Linked DNA regions of Mus musculus: all the other regions are linked to region 2. The links are chromatin contacts, called in public HiChIP or PLAC-seq and promoter capture Hi-C maps. All regions are on one chromosome and are shown on one strand. Each heading gives the region's core, a stretch centred on a gene start, on an enhancer-like site or on the middle of the called end of the contact. The rest is flanking DNA. Distances are from core to core; before and after follow the strand shown. Region 1 holds the start of Padi4 (peptidyl arginine deiminase, type IV). Region 2 holds the start of Padi1 (peptidyl arginine deiminase, type I). Region 3 holds the start of Sdhb (succinate dehydrogenase complex, subunit B, iron sulfur (Ip)).

What was found. HiChIP or PLAC-seq counts read pairs in DNA pulled down with a chosen protein or histone mark. Capture Hi-C pulls out chosen DNA fragments and counts their contacts.
Region 1: a contact with region 2 is called in a promoter capture Hi-C map of liver. The contact joins the promoter of Padi4 here to the promoter of Padi1 in region 2. A contact is called at or near these places in 1 of 39 promoter capture datasets (pre-B cells), 4 of 484 Hi-C or Micro-C datasets (the C2C12 cell line, CD4 T cells, female germline stem cell-derived STRA8 germ cells and 1 more), 3 of 115 datasets of contacts at active chromatin or transcription factors (embryonic hindbrain, embryonic stem cells and pancreatic cancer cells) and 3 of 9 other capture datasets (adipose tissue, liver and pancreatic islet).
Region 3: an H3K4me3 HiChIP or PLAC-seq map of bone marrow-derived macrophages shows a contact between it and region 2, with 2.9 times the contacts expected there. The contact joins the promoter of Sdhb here to the promoter of Padi1 in region 2. A contact is called at or near these places in 3 of 39 promoter capture datasets (the HPC-7 cell line, neural stem cells and pre-B cells), 1 of 15 datasets of contacts at CTCF or cohesin (large pre-B cells), 7 of 484 Hi-C or Micro-C datasets (the G1E-ER4 cell line, the HPC-5 cell line, embryonic stem cells and 4 more), 13 of 115 datasets of contacts at active chromatin or transcription factors (CD8 T cells, T-cell acute lymphoblastic leukemia, bone marrow-derived macrophages and 6 more) and 4 of 9 other capture datasets (adipose tissue, embryonic stem cells, liver and 1 more).

The regions. Positions count from the first base shown.
Region 1 is chr4:140,772,115-140,776,395 of GRCm38.p6, forward strand. Padi4 (peptidyl arginine deiminase, type IV) reads right to left here and starts at 2,089. Exons shown (of 16, transcript NM_011061.2): 1 at 1,975-2,089. The coding sequence starts at 2,066.
Region 2 is chr4:140,843,945-140,848,148 of GRCm38.p6, forward strand. It overlaps Padi1 (peptidyl arginine deiminase, type I), which reads right to left and starts at 1,834. Exons shown (of 16, transcript NM_011059.2): 1 at 1,616-1,834. The coding sequence starts at 1,707.
Region 3 is chr4:140,959,839-140,963,838 of GRCm38.p6, forward strand. It overlaps Sdhb (succinate dehydrogenase complex, subunit B, iron sulfur (Ip)), which reads left to right and starts at 1,433. Exons shown (of 8, transcript NM_023374.4): 1 at 1,433-1,638. The coding sequence starts at 1,567.

The DNA.
Region 1 (4,281 bases), core at 839-3,338, 72 kb before region 2:
ATTCCCCCTACCCCTATCCCTGCCATTCCTGTAAAAAGATCCCAGAGTGACTGAGGGCCAACTTCCTTTCACTCACTCAACAAACCAGAAAACCACTATGCACAAGGTCTGGCCCTCCCTGCACATGCAGGTGCCCCGCCCCCATGTGCGTGTGTACATGCGTAGCCACGGAGAAATTATCTACCTAATTCACGGCACTCATTTACCCCCAGCATAGGCTGGGGTTCCCATTGTGAACACAACACCTTCTAGTGTCACCTGGGGCCTCTCAAACCACAGGTGGCCTCTTCTTTGTCCCCTGGTCCCCATGCTTGTGGGGTTAGGCCTGAGTCCCTGACAGGGCCACAGAGCTTGGTAGCCCTGTTTAGGGGCTTGCTCATATAGCACTGCCTGGGAGGGGCAGTTAAAATGATTTATTGTCGGTCTGTCTATTTACTTATTTATGTCAGATCCTGGTGTGGCTCTATGAAAGGCCCAGGACTCGAGTTTGCGCCCCAGAACCGTGTGCTAAGCGCGGGGGTGCAGGCTTGCTCCCAGAGCTGGGAGGCAAAGGCAGGTTGAGCCCATGCCCTGAGAAGGGCAGAAGTTCTTCCAAGACCTCATGCAAGCGGCACAAGCTGCTGTCCCCCTCTACCCCCCGCAGTACAGCCCTCCCATTCTTGTATTCCCTTCTCACGGACGGGACATGCCCCAGTCTTGGCTCTTCCCGGGGGACAAACACCCACATTTTCATCAACACCCCTGTCTGATCAAATGCTCAGATCTCCCCATTTGAAAACCTCCATCAGGATCAGCAAGATGGCTCGGTGGACAAAGGCGCCTGCTGCCAAGCCTGCCGACCTGAGTCCTGGAGCTCACATGGTGAGAGGAGAGCTGACTCCCACAGGCTGGCTGCCGACCTCGGTACACAGAGCCTGAGGAATGACACCTGAGTTTGTCCTGGCCTCCGCAGGCTCCCACACACCCCTGCATCTACAGACAATAAGAGCACTTGTGACCTAGACTTAAGGCGAGAGCTAGCCTGGGATCCTGGCGAGGATGCTGGGCTAGCTCTGGCCTCTGGCCTCTACTCGGCACCCACTTTCAAGCAGCTTGTCCTCTGGGAGTGGGCGCCTCTGATGATACCAGGCTTTCCCTTCCTTGTGTCCTCAGCCTCTCACCAGTGGCCTGTGAGCCACCCAGACCGCCAGTGCTTTCCTGCTGCTGGGGTCAGACAGTCACTGACCCACTGACCCTGGGCACCTCCCAGAGGCCTTTATGGACATCACTTGGGTCACGATGCCCAGCTCTGTGGGGGAAGCTGCTGCAATTCCCACATGAAAGGCTGCATCAGACTCCACCCACGAGGCTTCCTCCATTGTCCTAGGTGACCCGGAACCTGGCAGAGGTCACAGTGCTCAGTAAGTACTCAGGTTATATTTGTTGAATGTACAAGGGAATGGAAAAAATGAACAACAAATGAACTGTTGGGGATCTGATCTGCCCAGTACTGTACAGAGTACCTAACAAACAGTACCTCAGAGTATTTAACAAACAACACCACGGAATACCTAACAAACAGCACTGTGGAGTACCTAACAAACAGCACCTCAGAGTACTTAACAAACAGCACCATGGAGTACTTAACAAACAGCACCATAGAGTGCTTAACAAACACATTTGGAGTTGCCACACTTAATCCTTAAAGTCATTTCATGAGGTAAGGTAAATCAGGCCCAGCTGCCCAAGCCCTCCCCACCGTCAGCCTACAGCAGGGACTGTTTCTCCCTTGTTAGGCAGCCCTGTAATTCCTTGCATTGAGTGCCAGGCAGTTGTATTTATACCTCACAGAGAACTAATTGGCACGATAGGCCCCACACCTCTGGCTTATCTCTCTAGCAGATCTCTTGCCCAGAACCTGAGCTGGGCCAGCAGCGCCCAGCTCCTGCCTGCCCCAAACTGCCCCCACAGGCCCAGGATCTCTGCCCCTCTCACCCGCGGACATCCAGCGGGGTCGCTGTGCCCACCACACACACGGCGTGAGTGGGCTGCTCGGGGGCCACGTGGATCACCGCGCCTTGGGCCATCCTTGCTCGCTCGGTCAGCAGGCAGCAGGAAGCCCCTGGGCTGGTTCCTTTATAGTGCCAGGCGAGCCCATGAGTCAGCACCTGCCCTGCCCCGGAGGCCCAGCCCCTCTCCACTCAGGTGCCCCAGTGGCTGCACAGCCTCCTCTACCCTGGGCCACCCAGGACCCCCCCACCCACCCATGGGTGTCCACAGTGAAGCCTGCAACAGCAGAAGAGTGGGGCACTCGGAAGCCTGTGAGGGGAGAGCACAGGCTATGCCCTTAGCCACCCCTGCCTGGGCCAGGACTGCACATCTTGCCCAAGCACACTTAACAAGACATTGGAAAGAAGGGGAGAAAGGCAGGAGAAGGCTAAACAGAAGGCTATTCTGGGCGTGGCTGAGGTCGCCGCCCTACCCCCCACTCTTCTCTTCGGGACTTGCTCTCCGCTGAAATGCTCCCAGGACAGTCTGTGAAACTCAAGCTGTTGCAGTCCCTTCCCCCACTTCATCCTTGAAGCATCTCTGAGGTCAGCTCACATCATCACACCCACTTTCCAGATGAAGAAACTGAGGCCCAGGGTAGAGGAGGCTCTGCAGCCAGTAAGGATTTGAACAGAAGCTGGCCACAGGGTAGGGCCTTTATTAGCAGTCTGTCCTGGTGACGTGGTCTTTTCAAACCTTAAGACAAAGGCTTCTCACTGTAACACCAAGCATCCGAGGGCAGTTGACTGCCAGCCCATTTTATAGAAGGGAAAGCTGAAGCACAGAGAGGAAAAAGTAGTGGGGGCCATGGGCACGGCTGGGAGGGGAAACCATGTTACCCAACCTAGAGGTGAGGTTTGCTGCATACCCTGGGTATCTGCCTCTACAGGACCTCCCCCAGAAGACCAGATGGTGCGGGTGTGGGCCGCGCCCGCCCTGAGGGCACTCATGAGGGCTCTGCACCTGGTGCCAGGGCTGTCTGCTCATGGGGTGAACTGGGGGTGGGGATGACAAGTCCTAACAGGGAGCACCCAGAGAGGGTGTGTCTGTCTCGGAGGCTGCCGAGAGCACAGGGTGTTTGGGGGGCTGTAGGGTCTCCTTTGGCTCCACATCAAAGGCCGCAGGATTCGGTAGACCTGAGCCCATGGCCTCCTGGCCAGCGTCCCCAGAGCTCAGCACATGTGTGTGCTGGACAGGAGGCTACTGGGGGTCTGAGAGGCCAAAAAAAGGCTCCTGGGTCCCGTGATCCCTAAATAGGAGTTAGGACCAGGGTCCCTTTCTGTCCTCAGGGGGTTTGGTACAGGAGCCAGGCCACCAGCCATAGTATAAAGACATGGTAGGAGTCTGTTTTGTCCCTCCTGTCCCTCCACCATGTGAGTCCTGGGCATTGAACCCCAGGTCACCAAGCTTTCTGGCAAATATCATCTCCCTGGTCCCCAGCCTGATTTTTTTTTATTTTTATTTTTTGTTTTTTTCAAGACAGGGTTTCTCTGTATAGCCCTGGCTGTCCTAGAACTCACTCTGTAGACCAGGCTGGCCTTGAACTCAGAAATCCGCCTGCCTCTGCCTCCCAAGTGCTGGGATTAAAGGTGTGCGCCACCACCGCCCGGCCCCTGAGTTTTGAGACAGGATCTCTCATTGGCCGCAACCCACGAAGTCCACTCTGCTGGCTTCCAGTGAGTCCCAGAAGAATGTGTTTCTGCTTCCTCAGCGCTGGGATTCAAGTGTGGGCCTCCACCCCGCAGGGCCTTACATATGTGTGACACACATGTGCACATCTGTGTGAGTGTGCATGAGCCCTCGTGAGAGCACAGAGAAGCCATGGCACAGTGTTGAACATCTTCCTCCGTTGAGAGTTATTTGATGTTTTGAGACAGGGTCTCTTACTGAACCCTGATTGGCTGGACTTGCTGACTCTACAAATCGCTTGTCTCTGACTCACAGGTCCCGCCACTGCACCTGCCTTTTTAAGTGGGTGTCGGGGAGCCAAATGCAGATCCTCCGGCTTGCAAGGCAAGCACTTCACTGACTGAGCCGTCACCCCAGACTTACCCACGCAGTTGAGAACTGTATGTTTTTAAGATGCACAGTGTGCCGTGGGATGTTTTTCTTGTTAAATAATAATAATAACAACTTATTATTATCATCATCATTATTATTAGAAGTAGTATCATTATTTATTATTATTGTTGTTATTGTTATTGTGTGACGCAGGCATGCATGAAGGGCAGAGGACAGGTCTGTCCATCTGAT
Region 2 (4,204 bases), core at 584-3,083:
GTGGGGGTGGGATGGGGTGGGGTGGGATGGGGGTCAGGGGAGGGATGGGGGTGGGAGGGATGGGACCAGATGGGGATGGGGACCGGATGACAGAAGGTAGACCTGGCACTCTGCCAAGTGCCGTAGTAGAGTAACCCAGGGCTGAGGTTTGGAAGAACCTTTCTAGAAACAGCCTTATCCCTAGGCGAGAGCAGGGCCCTGGATTCAGGCAGGCGGGACCCACGCATGGGCTCTCCTCCCCTGACATCAGTGTCAAAGCAGACTGCCAGATGCAGCACAGGGGGGGGGGGTCTCAGCCGAGCTTCAGCTCAGCTGCAGGATGCAGGGTACGGATGCTCCACGCCATAGCCAAAAAAAAATTCTGGGGGCTGGTCCCGAGGTAGAACATTTGTCTAGCATGTGTGAAGGCCCAGGGAGCACCAAAAATTCTCTCTCTGTCTGTCTCTCTCTGTCTGTCTGTCTCTCTCTGTTTCTGTCTGTCTCTATCTCTTTCCTTTCCCTCTTCTTCCTCCTCCTCTTCCTCCTTCTTCCCCCACCTCTCTTCACTCAATGTACCCTATTCATTAAATCTAGATTCGTATGCTAAACGGGCAAGAGTGGATATAATTCCATTAGCCACTCTGGTTCCCAGTGGAGGGTAGTCAAAGTCTGGCCTCCAGAGTGTCTGTCTGTCCCTTCCCATCCCTGTCCCCGGGACCCTACAGCATTACAGTTAAGACAAAAAGCATCAGTGAAGTTCAGACAGGCAATGGGTACAGCGCTCCCCCATTTGCCTGGGCTAATGTAGGACTGAGCCCCAAGGGTGAGCTGAGTTCAGATGGTGCCTGGCAACTCCCGGCCCTCAGCTTCCTGTGGAAGGCACCTCACCTAGAGCTCCACAGGCCTCAGAGATCACCAACTTCCATAGTGATCAGGTAAAGAGCTGAGGCTGCCGACCAGGTCCCTGCATCCCTATCTAAGCAGAGCCAGGACAGGGAAGATTTGGGTCGATGGGGAAAACTGAAGTCATGGCTATCTTATTCAGATGTCGCTATTGCCGCCATCACAACCACCATCATCACCACCACCACACCACCATCATCACCATCATCATCACCATCATCGTCTCTTGCCAGCCCAAGTCCCAGGCTTTGCTCCAGGATCGCTTCTTAAATTAAGTCATTGAGTTATGCCTTGACCACTCCCTCTTAATCCCAGTCACTCTGGTTGTCCCTGGCTGGCCTCCAAGGGTCAAGATGTCACATGCACACCCCTAACCGCAGAGAGGTGGAAAACTGGCAAGACGTGGAGGGAGGAAGGGGGGCCCAACCCTCTTCCCTGGCTCCAGCCCCACTTCCTTCTGCTGCTCCATTTGAAGACTGTCATGTAGAACCCAGACAGAGCTTGGTCCCAGGACTCAGGGTCATCTCCTGAGCCCACCTTCATTCATCCAGGGACTGGACCCAATGTCCTGACCCCAGTGCACTGGGCAGACCCAATTTCCTTCCCCCATAAGCTCTGAAGGCAGCTCCACCATCTCTGGTGTCTGACATCACCCTGCCAGCTCCCCTCCCCTGCACCCTCTTTTGCCTGCGGATCCCCTGCCCTGAGAACAGGAAAGCATCCCGGGTCTTACCTATAGACGTTCACCAGTGTCTCCACACCTACCACGCACACAGCGTGAGTCGGCTTTCTCAGAGACAGCTGCACAGCTCTCGGGGAGGCCATCCTGTGTCGAGCTTCCAGTCTCCTGGTCGGGTCAGCTTGGGTGCCCAGCAGCCACAAGCCCCAGATGCTCCCCGGCTCCCCAGATCTCCTTGGGGACACCCGGCTGCCGGGTAGGAGCGTGCCTTCTGATGGGCTGGAGCTCTCTCCTCCCTTTTAATTTCACCCTGCAACCTGGGGAGCCTGCCTGAGCCTGGTCCCCACCTCCTGGCTCCATGCCCAGTCACCTAAGTCATGGGCTGTCAATCTAGGAGGCTGGGAGGGAGGTGTTTGAAACTCTCTGTGGGGTGGGAAGGGGACCTGAAATCAGCCAGGTTTGGCTGCCAACAAGGAGGCTCAGAGGGTCCCAGCCTTGCCACCCAGCCTCTTGGTGCCTGAGCCCACCCTGCGACTGCCTCTCTGAGGGCTCACACTAAGAAATGTGTAGATCCTATCTCCCGACTGAGGCAGTCCAGTCCTCAGGGCATTGTGTGAGGTTCGAATCCAAGGCCTGACACTCAGAGGCTCGAGAGCTCCCCTGGACTCAGTGACCCCGTGTGTGTGACAGCTACTGAGACAGGAGGACCTCACGGGGTGAAAGTTCAGGGTAGTGGGAGAGTTAGCCTTGTCTAAAAGAGGTGCTGGCAGCTAGTCAGGCCTCTAGTTACATTGCTAGAGAGTGGTAGAGCTGCCTGCGCACAAATCCACCAGGAGGTGATATGCTGGTACCCAGAACTCAGAGGTTCCCAGAAATCAGAGGGCACAAAGTCAATGAGCGATCACCTTGACCATGGGCTCGAAGTGTTAGGTCGAGATGCCCCACTCTACCTCCTTCCTTCACTTACATGTCTTTCTTCTTTCTTTCTTTCTTTTTATTTTATTTTTTATTTTTATTTATTTATTTAGTTGTTGTTGTTGTTCCTGGAACTCACTCTGTAGACCTAGCTGGCCTCGAACTCACAGAGATCCACTTCCTCTTCCTCTTTCTGCCTCTGCCTCCCAAGTGCTGGGACTAAGCCTGCGCCAGCTTACCCAGATCACTTACCCGTCTTTCACTCCCACAGTGGCCCTGTGAGGAGGGACGGAATCGTCCTTATGTGATCCTGGAGAATGGGGGCGTCTCGGGTGTCTTACCCAGCCTTCCCACAGGCAAACAGCAAAGCGAGTTCCACGCGTGGCTGACGTCACGTGACTACGGTCTACACAAACCTGTTGGTGCGCTGCCCCTAATATCATCTTCCTGTGCTAGGAAACTTATTTCTTTAAAGTTGAAAATGACCCAAGGGGAAACATGAGGAGGGTAAAAGTTACATAGAGCATGTGCCTACTAATTTTGATGTAGATCATGTTTGGGTATCTGTGTGTATGAGAGAGACAGACAGACACAAGCACGGGTATGGACACTTTTGAAATGGTATAATAAATGTCCTTCCTTCTTTCCTTCCTTCCTTCCTTCCTTCCTTCCTTCCTTCCTTCCTTCCTTCCTATCTTCTTTCCATCTTTCCTATCGCATAAAACTGAGTGTCACGGCAGTGAATGCCTGCATCTTCGACAGGAGAGGTCAGGAGTTCAAGGTCATCCTGAGCCGTGTAATGAGTTTAAGTCTGGTCTTTCAACAAGGAAGGAAGGAAAGAAGGAAAGAAAGAAAGGGAGAAGAGTATATAGGGAAACTCTTATCTGAGCTCAGGAGGCAAGTTCTGAGACGTGGAGTGACAAGGTCCCAGATGCCCTGTGCTCACACAGGTGTTGCTGGGCTCCTGGGCACTCTTCCCTAGCAGAAGCAGAGAAGTCCAGGTCCCTTGCTCTGAGGACTTGATGGGCTAGGAATAGACACCACCCAGAGGCAAGAGAGATGATGTTAGAGGCTGCAGGCTCTCCACCCTCTGGGCAGAGGTGATGGTGCCCTGATCCTGGGGTGTCATTGGAGTGAGGAATGGGATGGAGAGCAGGTCTTGAAGACAGTGCAGCTGATGGTGTCAGCTGGTGAATTGGAAGTTTAATAGGAAGAAGATTGCAAGGATGGCCACAGTGTTCAGGGCCCGAGTGATCAAAGGGATGGTGTCTTGGTTGGATGGACAAGAGACTCAGTGTGGGTCTCGGCTGGACCATTCTGTTGTAAACAGGAAGATACCACAGGACTGCTGATAGGAGAGGGTGAATAGCATGTCTTCTTTGTGATGAGGGCCAGGGTCCAGAGAAACACATCTCTGGAGCCACAGGACACACCTCCCAAGCAGGAGACACACAACCAAGAATCTCCTGTCCACAGGCAGGGGACGTCAGAGATGCACTCCCAGCAGGAAGCCTACCCAGCAGCCCGATGGAGGTTCCTACCTCAGGAACCAAGGGAACCAGGAAACAAGCAAAGAAAAATGCCATCTACTTTTATTTGGTTCCCTTTTCCAGAATGATCTTCTTTGCTGCCAGCACATCTGAGTGTAATATTGTGGCCTTAAAAGCTCATGATACTGTAGGCATCAAGACTAAGCCTCAGTTTGCCCTCCAGGTACAGAAGCCAGCA
Region 3 (4,000 bases), core at 183-2,682, 120 kb after region 2:
AAGACAACCACACCAGTCATAGAATCTTAACTCAGCTGCCACAACCCCTAGTGATTCAGGCAAGGACGCTATAAGTCAAAAAGTGGCGAAGGACTTGTCAATGGTCACATGGCCTTGAGGGGGCGATCAAGGTAACCCCCAGGGGTTCAGGCCTCTCCACACCCCCTTTAATGAGGCTACCTGGCAGAGAAGCCAGATTCAGGGTGAGTTCCCAGAAACTTGGCCCCATCTAGCCATTCCTCCTGTCATGGTAATTTCTCCAGTGTCTTCTAAAAGAGCCAGCGTGAGGAAACCCAAGACTATAAACAGTGCCCTCCTCTGCCAAAGGTGAGCGGAAAGAAATCAAATCCTTCCTCTGGTAACAAGGACCAGCAAAGTCACTGGGTGCCCCAAGAGACCAAGTGACTTGGGATACCAAGATCACGCCTGCCCAAGGTGGTCAAATCCCCAGTCAGAGGGTGGGGGGCTCTGAGAGAACCCATAAAAGGTGTCAGAAAGGCTGGACAGTGGTGGCGCATGCCTTTAATCCCAGCACTTGGAAGGCAAAGGCAGGCGGATTTCTGAGTTCAAGTCCAGTCTGGTCTACAAAGTGAGTTCCAGGACAGTCAGGGCTACACAGAGAAACCCTGTCTAGAAGTGCCAGAAAAAAAAAGCAGCTCAGGTGACTAAGGAAACTGACGAAATCTGAGGACACAGGTCGGTTAGTAGAAGGCTTGTTCAGCACACACAGGCATGGTGGCACACAGCTGTAATCCCAGCTCTCTGCAGTTCTTTACCTGTAGGAAGATCTGAAGTTGGGGACAGTGGACAGCCTGTGGGTCCTTGGTGGACAGCCTATAAGCTACATCACCCATCTTTCCTATTGTCATCTTCCTTGGGGTTAGAGAGGAATTAGGTGAGCAGCTCGCTCACTTACCACAGCATTCCAGAGGCTGGCACCAGCCACATACTAGGTACCCTTTCTGGCTGCTTTGGTTTTGGTTTTGTGTGTTTTGAGGCAGGGTCTCAAGTATCCCAGATGGACTCGACCTCATTAAGTAGCGGAGGGTGAGCTTGGTTCTCCTACTGTCTCCATATGCCGGGCATGCAACTTCTGTACCGACGTGACGTTCATCTTTTGATCACTTCAGTCACTTAACAAGTGTCCCAATCAGGTAGGGACTGACAGGTTCTCTAGATTTAGCACAAAGCTGACCAGACAAGAGTCACAGGTGATTGACAGACACCACTGCAAGTAGAGAAGGGTTAAAAATCACAGCCACCAGCAGAATAGGAAAGCCCCGCCCTCCTGGCCTCTGCCCCGCCCCTCCACGCTACCCTTCCCTCTCCCGCCCCTCAGACTCCAGAGGTCACCTTAGGAACATAGGAAGCCCAGTGGGCATGCGCCCTACGGGCCGCTGCTGCACACACGCACTTCCTGTACATTGGCTCGGAGAAACCGGAAGCGGCCTTCCACTCGTTGGCGCTTAGGCGGCTAGCGGTCCTCAGGGTGAGAGGCCGGCTTCCCACCGCGGTGTTCGACGGGATGCCGGAGGGGAAGGGGTGGGGCTGACGTCAGGAGCCAAAATGGCGGCGACGGTCGGGGTCTCCTTGAAGCGCGGCTTCCCGGCTGCCGTTCTCGGCAGAGTCGGCCTGCAGGTGAGCCCGGGAGCCGTGGTTCAGTGGGGAGCCGTGCCCGTCACCGAGGCTGCCTGGGTAGAGAGGCCGCGGAGAGGCGGAAGGAGCCCGGGTCCAGGCCTCGGGGGAGGACTTAACCCGGCATCCTGCTCTTGAGCATCCTTTCAGACAGCCATTCCGCGCTTCTCCATCACCGGAGAGAGAGGCGCGGCCGGGAGGAGGTTGGAAGAGAGAACAGAAAGACAGAGGTCTGGGAGGAGGACAGGGAGAGGTCAAGGTCATAGGATGAGCGACCTGTGGTCGGGACCCAGAATCAAATCCTGCTAGTTGTACTCCGCCAGGCTTGTGTGAAAGGGAGGCCTGCGGGGTGTCTGGGGTGGGACCCGGGAGGCCAGGTCGCACCTCCAGGTTAGGCTGGTCTGGATCGGTCAGGTCGGAGGGCGGTGGACTCTGCAAGGCAATGCACTTGACCCGCAGAGGAAGGGAGACATGAAAGAAAGCGACCCCGACCCCTTGAAAGATCCGTACTGTGGAAGTCTGCAGGCAAGACCCGGTTCCCTGAAGCGTGCTTATTCAGGGGTGTGTAGCGGCACTGATCTCATACCGCTGGCATGGGATGACAGGCAGAGCCTGGAGCTGCTTTTGTTAATAATTCTGTAGTAGCTCTGTCATAGGTCTCCCCACACGCCCTGTATCCTCGGGAGCTGCACAGTAGAAGCATTTAGAAAGGCGAGAAAAACTGCCTCTCCTTACTTTACAGATACCATTCAGTCCTCCTCTGGGCTTCTGGATAGTCCTTCACAGGCGGACAACAGGAACTCCCATTTTGTTTTGGGGGGTTTTGTTGGTTTTTTTTTTTTTTTTTTTTAGATTTGTGTGTGTGTGTATGAGTGTGTGCTTTCATGTATATGCACCATGTGCCCGTGGAGAAAAGAGAGCTGTATTTCCTGAACTGGAGTCACAGGTGGTTATCAGCCGCCATATGCGTGCAGGGAACTGAACTCTGCTCCTTCCAAAGTGCTAAGATGAATCTCCACCCTGTGATAATTTTAGTGTTGTTTTGGTTAGGTTTTGACTTTTCGGACAGTGTCTTTATGCAACCCTGGCTGGCCTGGAACTCAGAGATTCTCCGGCTTCAGCCTTCTGGGTGCTGGGATTAAAGGTGTGAGCCACCACCACCACCCGACTTGTGCATCCCTTTGCATGCACACCTATCACACCAGCACTCCAAAGGCTGATGCAGCAAGATCAGGAGTTTAAGGACATCCTCAGCCCCACACGGAATCCAAGGCCAACCTGGGCTACTTGGGACCCTGTCTCAACAAAAACAGACAGTGCCTTACCAGAGCCTCAGGCTGGTGTCCCAGATATTCAGTTAATGATTCTGTTTTTGTTGTTGAGAATGTTATGCATGAGTACTGTATTTAAATAATTTCCACCCCCTCTCTCCTCCCATGCCTCCCCTCCCTTTCACACTCATGACTTCTTTAATTATCATTGCTAAATATATACATACACAATCTCTTAAGTGCATTTAGTGTTCCTTATGCATGACGAGTTTAGGGCTGAGAACATGGGATGAATAATCACAACACCAGTCCGTGCCAAGGGGAATGGGAGAAATTTCACAAGGCCCCACCCCTAGTTGAAGAGCTGCAGCAATCAGTGGCTAACAAAGGGGGTGTGTCGGTTTGGGGGAGGAGCCACATGATAGGTTGTCCAGTTAATGGTTCTTGGTGACCTTGTTCTTCAGCCTCTTTCCTCGTTGCTGAGGCAGCAGTTGAGTTGTAAGAGCCCTGCTGTAAGGGGTGACTTCTCAGGCTCAGGCTGGGCTTTCTGAGTGTAGAAGAGGCTGGCTTCAAAGGTCGGACTCTGGTAGGATTTCAGGAGAGGCCTTTGCCTACTTTCCAGAGGCCTCCTGTCTGTGGGAATGCATATTTGTGCTCAAACAGCGCCATCCTCAGTTCTGGTTCTCAGTCCTGTGATGTGCACCTCTGGACTGCAGTCCTGCCTGTGGGAGTTTAGCTGCACTCGGTTAACTACCAGTAGCATCCTTATTTCTCCGTCTGGACTATGAACTCCAGGAGGGCAGACGCCTGGAATGCCCGCCTGCAGTCAGAACAATACAAATACATATATAAGCCAGTGTTGAAAAGCACAGATCGGGGCTGGAGAGATGGCTCAGAGGTTAAGAGCACTGACTGCTTTTCCGAAGGTCCTAAGTTCAAATCCCAACAACCACATGGTGGCTCACAACCATCTTTAAAGAGATCGGATGCCCTCTTCTGGTGTGTCTGAAGACAGCTACAGTGTACTTAGATATAATAATAAGTAAATCTTTAAAAAAAAAAAAAAGAAAGAAAAGCACAGATCATTTCCTGAG